Linked DNA regions of Xenopus tropicalis: region 2 is linked to region 1. A link is a contact called in public Hi-C data. All regions are on one chromosome and are shown on one strand. Each heading gives the region's core, a stretch centred on a gene start, on an enhancer-like site or on the middle of the called end of the contact. The rest is flanking DNA. Distances are from core to core; before and after follow the strand shown. Region 1 holds the start of glrx2 (glutaredoxin 2). Region 2 holds the start of trmt1l (TRMT1-like protein).

Region 1 (4,274 bases), core at 571-3,070:
GTATTTAGGGAGGCAGGCTGTATCAGTGATAACATTTTACATATCACTAGTAATAAAAAGATCGGAGCTGAACTGTGATTGGCTGCTTAGTATCGTTATTCTAAAGCCAGCCATACATGCACTGATAATATAGTATGAAACCTCGTTTTGTACGATATTCGTGTGTGTGTATGGCTGCTCGAAGAGGCAACCAATATTGCAGAAGGCTGTGGATATCGGTCGATCGTCCAGGTTAAAGATTTTGATCAGGCACCCGATTAAAATCTACATTCAGGGCTGCACAAAGGTATATACAATACCCAAATCCTCAGCGCTCAAAATAAAGTTCCAGTGAAGTGCTGTAATGGCTGTGATGCTGCTGCTCCTCTTACGAAAATAACCCCTTTGACCGGGTCTCAAACGTGTCCAGAAAAGTGTGAAGGGAGCGCATATATAAAATGAAACAAAACAACTAATAGTGTAATAATGTTTTAAACCTTTGTTCAACTAACAAAGCCAATCACCGTATTGTGAATGATAAATATTAATATATCCACCACTGTGTGCAGTAACTCTAAAGGCTCACCGGAAGGCGATGAAATCAAGCTCTACAGCGGGAGAAAAAGGTTAGATGTAGGCGAATCCACAGTTCAAACAGAAAGAGGAAAAAACGCCAAATAGTATAACATCGTTTAATATAAAATTTCTGCTAAAAATAAAACTACTTACAAAATGTAGAAGTAAGCAGGCTGACATTCAGGGCTGAATCGGCAGGTGGAAGTAGAATTTATTTTGTTTCTACCAAACATATCTGACAATTCAGCCCTGAATGTCAGTGGAGGGTTGGAACGATGGTCGCATGAAAGATTGGAATTGCTACGTGTATGGCCACTTTAAGACTCTTTGTTTGAGGGAAAGGGGTGGGGATAACTACATTGAAGGTGAAGACACACAGCTACTAGTAGCAGCTACTTTTTCCTGGCAACTAAATGCCAAAAAATACCTTGCCATATACAATACTGAGAATTTCCTCTGCTAAAACACATGAAGAGACTGTTATCAGTAATTGTCTATTCTAGCAGCTCTGTGTGTTTTCACCCTGAAAGCTGTCCCTGGACTTAATGTTAAATAAATAAAACAACTGTGATCCAGAGAGAACCGCCCATACAGCACACCTTTTTTGCAATCTCTCTAAGGGCAGTGACACATGGGGAGATTAATCGCTGCGCGACAATTCTTTGTTGCAGGCGACTAATCTCCCCACAATGCCATCCCATTTGGCTAGAATGTAAATCGCTGGTGGGATGGCATTTGCGGCGCCGCGATTTGCCAAAGTTGCCTTGAGAGGAAACTTTGGTGACTTCAGCAAATTACGGCGCTGCGTATGCCATTGGGATGGCATTGCGGGGAGATTAGTCGCCCGCGACAACGGAGATTTGTCGTGGCCCTAAAACACTTCCCTGATGGCACTACTATATTTAAAGTAGGAAAGGGGCTGGGGTGGGTGGATTAAGGTGCAGCAGACCCCACGGTCCAGGTCCCTCTTGCGACTTCGGGATCTGCTGTATATATAGTTATGCCATCAAGCCCACACTGTTTCCTGCCAACCCATTATTTTCTGACCGACTCGCTAAAGGAAAGCTGTAAGTAAATTTATTGGGTTTTGAATGTAATTGTTGCATTCAGACAGCATATATAGCCTCATATATGCCCATAAAAGTGGGCATTTGTAATGCAAATGCAGCTTATCCTTCTAGGCTGATATTTGTTCAGAGATCGGTACTGTCTCTTTAACTAGTAGAAGGCCTGCCCTCCTAAAGCATGCTGGGATATGACACTGCGGAAGGACAGTTGGGTGTGTGAGAGATGTGGCATGTGCTGAGCCGGTCGGTGCCACTACTGCAGGCAGCCAAGGGTAGGTGAGTGGCACATTGCGCTGCCGCTAAGTTACGCACAGCCGCGTATCACAATACAGCGCAGCCTGGGAGCGCTCACTGCCGCATTTTTCTGTATAGGAGATGTGGGATCTGTCTGGGGGATTGATTGCTAATGCCTGAACAAATGCTTTGTCTTCCTTCTGGGAAATCCTTCTCTGTCCGTTATCCTGGGACTTATTAACTCTTCACAGGGGGAAGGAGTTCTCTGGTGTTGCTGGATCAGAGGTACATGTAACTAGAAGTCCGTGCGGGTGGAAGGGAGGGAGAGACGGGGGAGTTAAGGCTACTTCTTTTTCAATGGAGTGCGGGGGTATTTGTAGCTAGAAGTCTGGGGACATGCTTTTTGGGGATAAATGAGCCCGGAGCAGCTGCAGGTAATGATTCAAGCTGTTGCTAAGATAATTTTGTATATAAACCAGCAGTCACGCTGCTTGTAATGTATGAAGTCCAAATGACTGACATTTTTGCCTGAGAGCATCTGCTATATGTAGGCTGCTCGCCTTTACCATTTAATTATGTTCCCCAGCAGCATATTCGTTATATAACTGCAATAAACTGGGAGACACAATGGGACCCGGACACTTTATGGCCACAACAAATATTGTATGTGAAAACTATGGCAGCATTAAGATTCCCCTGTACTAAGCACAGTTCAGCAGGAACAGCCCCCTAAGTTTGCTCGTAGCCTGTACAGAGCGATACCATAAAACTATGGTAGCATAGGGATTCCCTTGTACTAAGCACAATTCAGCAGGAACAGCCCCCTAAGTTTGCTCATAGCCTGTACAAAGAGATACCATAAAACTATGGCAGCATAGGGATTCCCCTGTACTAAGCACAGTTCAGCAGGAACAGCCCCCTAAGTTTGCTCATAGCCTGTACAAAGAGATACCATAAAACTATGGCAGCATAGGGATTCCCCTGTACTAAGCACAGTTCAGCAGGAACAGCCCCCTAAGTTTGCTCATAGCCTGTACAGAGAGATACCATAAAACTATGGCACATAGGGATTCCCCTGTACTAAGCACAATTCAGCAGGAACAGCCGCCTAAGTTTGCTCATAGCTTGTACAGAGCGATACCATAAAACTATGGCAGCATAGGGATTCCCCTGTACTAAGCAAAGTTCAGCAGGAACAGCCCCCTAAGTTTGCTCATAGCCTGTACAGAGAGATACCATAAAACTATGGCAGCATAGGGATTCCCTTGTACTAAGCACAATTCAGCAGGAACAGCCCCCTAAATTTGCTCCATATGATAGCCACATGAACACTGCTCAGTGCTGCTCTGTTCTGCTAGTGTTGGGTGAGTCTGGGAATGGGAGTACACTGAAGGGCAAATTGCATTCTTTCCATGGGCATGGCAAATGTCCCTATTTACATTTTTAAAATATTGGGAGTTGTGCCTGTATTAAGCACAATTCAGCAGGTACAGCCTAAAAAACCATAAACTATGGCAACATAGGGAATCCTCTGCACTAAGCATAATTCACAATCTACTAAGGGGGCCCCGCAAAAATTGTTCCAATTGGGCCCGCAGTTGGTAAGACCGGCCCTGCCCAGTACCGCCGCTATGTATATGCAGAGTGTGCAGTCTGCGCACCAACAGACCAAGTCATCGTCGGCAGCTCCTTCTCTCTTATGTGGCAGCGTCAGGCCTTTTTATAAGGGTTCGCCCGTGCGTATGACGTCACACGTTAGCGACGAGGCGCAACCTTATAGAAGTGCCTGTTGCCGCGGCATAAGAGAGAAGGAGCTGCCGACGATGACTTGGTCTGTATGGGGGCAATTGGGGGCACTGTGTGTGGGGGCTACTGTCTATGGGGCAATTGGGGGCACTGTTTATGGGGGCAATTGGGGGCACTGTGTATGGGGCACTTTCTATTAGGGCACTGTTTATGGGGGCAATTGGGGCACTGTGTATGGGGGCACTTTCTATTGGGGGCACTGTCTAAGGGCAATTGGGGGCACTCTGTGTGGGGGCTACTGTCTATGGGGGGTACTATCTATGGGGGCAATTGGGGCACTGTGTATGGGGGCACTTTCTATTGGGGGCACTTCCGTAATATTTGGGGGAGGGGGCACAAAAGTAAATTTCTGCTTAGGGCACCCATTTGGCCAGCAGCGGCCCTGCCGCCATGAAAATCAGATTGTCAGATAGCCTGAGCACTTGCCCACTGTGCTACATGGGAAGTCATTTAACCCCTTCAGCACCCATGTTACTTCAAGTGGGGACCTGGCTGCTGAGGCTACAGAATTTGCTTTGATTCTTTGATCTCTGCTTATATCCCACAATATGTAGCAACACATGGCAAGATCAAAGATCTATAGCAGGCAAGGGGTTAATATGTTGAAAATAT
Region 2 (4,274 bases), core at 897-3,396, 130 kb before region 1:
GACATTTGCTTCTGTTTCAAGCAATTCTGCTTCTTTGATTGTTGAAGAATTAACTGGAACACACAAAACATAATGAAGTCAAGTTTTGTATTCAAGGTTACTGATAAGTAAAAACATTTTTTACTCCTCCTGAACTTGTCTGTTGCATTTTTTTAACCACTTTATCCAGGGGCCTATGAAACTACTATCTTCCCCAAGGAACAAACAAGTCCCAATAAATCTTGTATAGGTTTCGTAGGAGCAAGCCCACAAGGGTTACGGAGTTTATAAGCGACATTTCTTGACAACAAATCAAACAATATCACTGCATCTGACCAATACAGTAACTCAAATGTAGGGATTAGAACTAAAAATATCTAAATTTCTTTCAACTAACCGCTTTGTTCAGAAGTTAAATGCACATTGAAATCTCCTTCTGAATCATCTTTCTCCAATTTATATTCATCGTCATCTTTCTTTATTTCCTCCATTGTAGCTGTAAAGTCATCTGAGGAGAAATATATATAGATTATATATAAAGAGCTACAATAAAAAGAGCTAAAAATAAAGTGATACTCTCCCCAACACAATTAATGCCCCGTTTTCCCTTTCCGTTTATGTGACAATCATATGAAGTTATTTATAGGCAGTTTGCTCAATCCTGCACATTCTGCTTGTCCAAGTCCATTTCTATCTCCTACCAAACTCAATAAAGTTGTTTGTGAACCAAGGTAGGTGCAATTTACCATTGTTCTGGCTTTACAGGGAAGAATACTCCCTATCATACACTTTTTCTTCTATATAGGTAGGCAGACTTGGCTAAACTAGATGATATGCATACTTTATAAGAATAAAAAGGGAAAGACAAAGTCTATTTCACATAAACACATGCCATCAGGATCACCCTTCAGGTTGGGTCAAGAATGTTTCCTAGTACCTTCAATTCAATCCTTGATGACATCTCCTAAACAATCTGATAATGAGGCAATACAGTCTGGGCTCCGCACCCTACATTGGGCTACTGACAATGCCCTACCAAAGAGTTACCCTGGGCAAAACGTAAAGCTGAACAGTATTCACCCTTAAAGAAATTACTAAACACTATTCCTTTTGTAGCTTTCTCTCCTCTAATCTATTCTAAATGCCACTGCATCTACTGATTAATCCGACTGCTCCAGTATAGCCATCTGCCAACTCTGCATTGTCTGTTCCAAATTTGATGAAAAGCAAAGCTAAATAAAAATGTAATGTGTAGATGATCAGAAGCTCAAGCCCCGTCAGCCTCACAAGGCGGCTCCAGTTACAGAGTTTGTTCGCCTTTTGCCAATATCACACAGAGACCCGATACATGACCCTCAATGCTCTCACCCTTAGTTCTTTTAACCACTTGGTCTTCTGCTAGAGATTCAATAATCAAATTCATTTCTACCCTTCTAAACACATTATCACAGTTTGTACTGTCTCTACATGAGCTTAGGGTAAATACTTCAGCAAGTGGGGGGGGGGGGGCAGTGACCTCTTTAGTGCAACAGGGAAGTGACAGGGTATAGGGATGGACTCTTCATGATTCATTCATAGGCGTATATAATTAAAACAACATAATTAAAGCAAGAATATAACAAAGCAGTCTTTAAAATACACATGCAGACTGAAGCTGCTGCATTTCTGCCCAACCAATCGGCAGCTCCACCGCCCGGGTATGTGCCCATCGCTAGTAACATGGCAGCCTAACACACTGCCAATTAAACGGCAATTAAAGTGACCTCAGGCTGCGATTCCAAACAGCTCATACATTATGCAGTTATGCATTTTTGAAAAAAGCCGATATCGCTACTAGCCCCTCAGAACCTTACCTGCGCGCCCCCGACTTCTCTCCCCCTCACAGGATATCCGGTTGTAACGCGGAAGTGCAGGAGGAATCGTTGCACCGGTTAAGTTCTCCCTCTCCTTCTTTGATTGTTTTATTTTTTTCCCCCTTTCTCAATGGCTGGGGGAGAGACACGCTGAGGTATGAGAAAGGGAGGGAGATTTGGGAGAGACACGCTGGGGGAAGGGCAAGAGCAAGAAACTGATAGAACAACAAGAATATGCTGCTTGAGAGAGACTGTAGGGTGGCTGTGTGGGGAAGGCTGGTTGAGAATAAAGGCTGTGATGGAGAACAGTGTGGGGAAGCCTGACTGAGGGGGGCATTGCAGGGGAAAGGCTGTGTGGGGGGAAGTTTGACTGAGAGGGGCATTGCAGGGGAAAAGCTGTGTGGGGAGGGGGGGAAGCCTGACTGAGGGGGCATTGCAGGGGAAAAGCTGTGTGGGGAGGGGGGGAAGCCTGACTGAGGGGGCATTGGAGGGGAAAGGCTGTGTGTGGGGGGGGGGGGGAAATGCTGTGTGGGGAGGGGGGGGGAAGCCTGACTGAGGGGGCATTGCAGGGGAAAAGCTGTGTGGGGAGGGGGGAAGCCTGACTGAGGGGGCATTGGAGGGGAAAGGCTGTGTGTGGGGGGGGGGGGAAATGCTGTGTGGGGAGGGGGGGGAAGCCTGACTGAGGGGGCATTGCAGGGGAAAGGCTGTGTGGGGGGGGGAAGCCTGACTGAGGGGGCATTGCAGGGGAAAGGCTGTGGGGGGGGGGGGGGGGGGGGGAGCCTGACTGAGGGGGCATTGGAGGGGAAAGGCTGTGTGGGGGGGGAAGCCTGACTGAGGGGGCATTGGAGGGGAAAGGCTGTGTGGGGGGGGGGGAAGCCTGACTGAGGGGGCATTGGAGGGGAAAGGCTGTGTGGGGGGGGGGGGAGCCTGACTGAAGGGGCATTGCAGGGGAAAGGCTGTGTGGGGGGGGGGGCCTGACTGAGGGGAGAATTGCAGGGGAAAGGCTGTGTGGGGAGGGAGCCTGACTGAGGGGGGAATTGCAGGGGAAAGGCTGTGGTGGGGGTAAGCCTGACTGAGGGGGGCATTGCAGGGGAAAGGCTGTGTGAAGGTGAAAAAGTGTGTGTGTGTGGGAAAGGCTGTGTAATATAAAAACTCTAAATCATTATTTGGTATATATACTGTCAGTAAGTGAGTATTGTGCAATGTTTATGTTATTCATATCTTTATATACTCCATTTTTTTTTTAGATTATGGCACCAAAGAAGCTAATTATGTTGAGTGAAAATCACCCGGAATCACAAAGACAAACATGGTCAGTATACTTATACAGTATACTTATCTAAATCTATATATATGCTGATAGTGAAAAATTATTTTCAGCACTGATTCAGGCCACTAGTTCTAACTTGTTCTACAGAAAGCTTCACATATAGTAATGCTCACTATTACCGACACTAGTTTTGCATTCATTCTGGCATTCCTACCTAATATACAGTTCATAAAGTAGATATATTGAACCATTATTATTACACTAGACTACATACACTACACCATATAGTGCTGTTGTATGCAACAGCTCTTTACAGATATTATACTTCATTCCCACCAGTATCTTCTCCAGCACAGTTAGCACATTCACACACCTTGTCAAAACCCACCTTGTGTGCACTTGGTAGTTTAGTGAATAGCAGATCATTTGAAACAGATTCCTCCTTTTTTCACATCTGTATTGGTTCAGGCTAACCTGTGTTTAATTTTTTTTCTACATGGTGTAGATGCAGGAATTGCATGCCAATGAAGACAGAAGAGGAATCCTACTGTTGCATGGAGCTATCAAATGTCATAAAGAAATATCTTCAAGATTGCTGCATGTGCCATAGCAGAAAATGTATGTGAAAATGTCAAACAAAAATGCATCTTGAATATTTACTGGCCTTTTGGAACATGCAAGGCCCCACAGATGAAATTAGCAGCAACAACAGGTAAGCTCAGATAGCTAATATTTAAAAATGGACTGTCGATGGTAATTAGACGAAGGTTACATTTTGGTATAATTTGAGGATTATCACATGGGAAGTCTAAATTCTGGTGTGGTTTCCTTTTGTAAATAAAAGCATTTGGGAAGGGTGTATGTACAAATAATGCCACAGTCATGTTTTTTTCTCACTTTGGGTCTGACAATGCCCATAATTGTTCTAATCAGAACCAAACAAAAAAAAAACACAAAAACCCTCTTTCTGCCTTATAAATACAGTCCTGACTATGTTCCATAGCTCTGTATAAAAAAAATGGCACATGCCACTGTATTTTGTTTTTACTAACGATGATTAGTGCAAAACAAAATCATTTTTAATGCTAATATTTTTCTTTCTTCCACTGAAAACAAAGACAGGCTGCATATCATATCATTATGGCTACTTAAGCTGCCACAATAGGAATCCT

Evidence for each region. Hi-C and Micro-C count contacts between places; a contact is called where the count stands out from the background.
Region 2: a Hi-C map of neurula embryo shows a contact between it and region 1, with 1.7 times the contacts expected there. The contact joins the promoter of trmt1l here to the promoter of glrx2 in region 1. A contact is called at or near these places in 4 of 5 Hi-C or Micro-C datasets (brain, gastrula embryo, neurula embryo and 1 more).

The regions. Positions count from the first base shown.
Region 1 is chr4:113,595,566-113,599,839 of UCB_Xtro_10.0, reverse strand. It overlaps glrx2 (glutaredoxin 2), which reads left to right and starts at 1,820. Exons shown (of 5, transcript NM_001016637.2): 1 at 1,820-2,141.
Region 2 is chr4:113,727,006-113,731,279 of UCB_Xtro_10.0, reverse strand. It overlaps trmt1l (TRMT1-like protein), which reads right to left and starts at 2,146. Exons shown (of 17, transcript XM_004913784.4): 1 at 1,833-2,146; 2 at 377-487; 3 at 1-53. The coding sequence starts at 470. LOC105946973 (a long non-coding RNA gene) reads left to right here and starts at 2,948. Exons shown (of 2, transcript XR_004222412.1): 1 at 2,948-3,144; 2 at 3,608-3,675.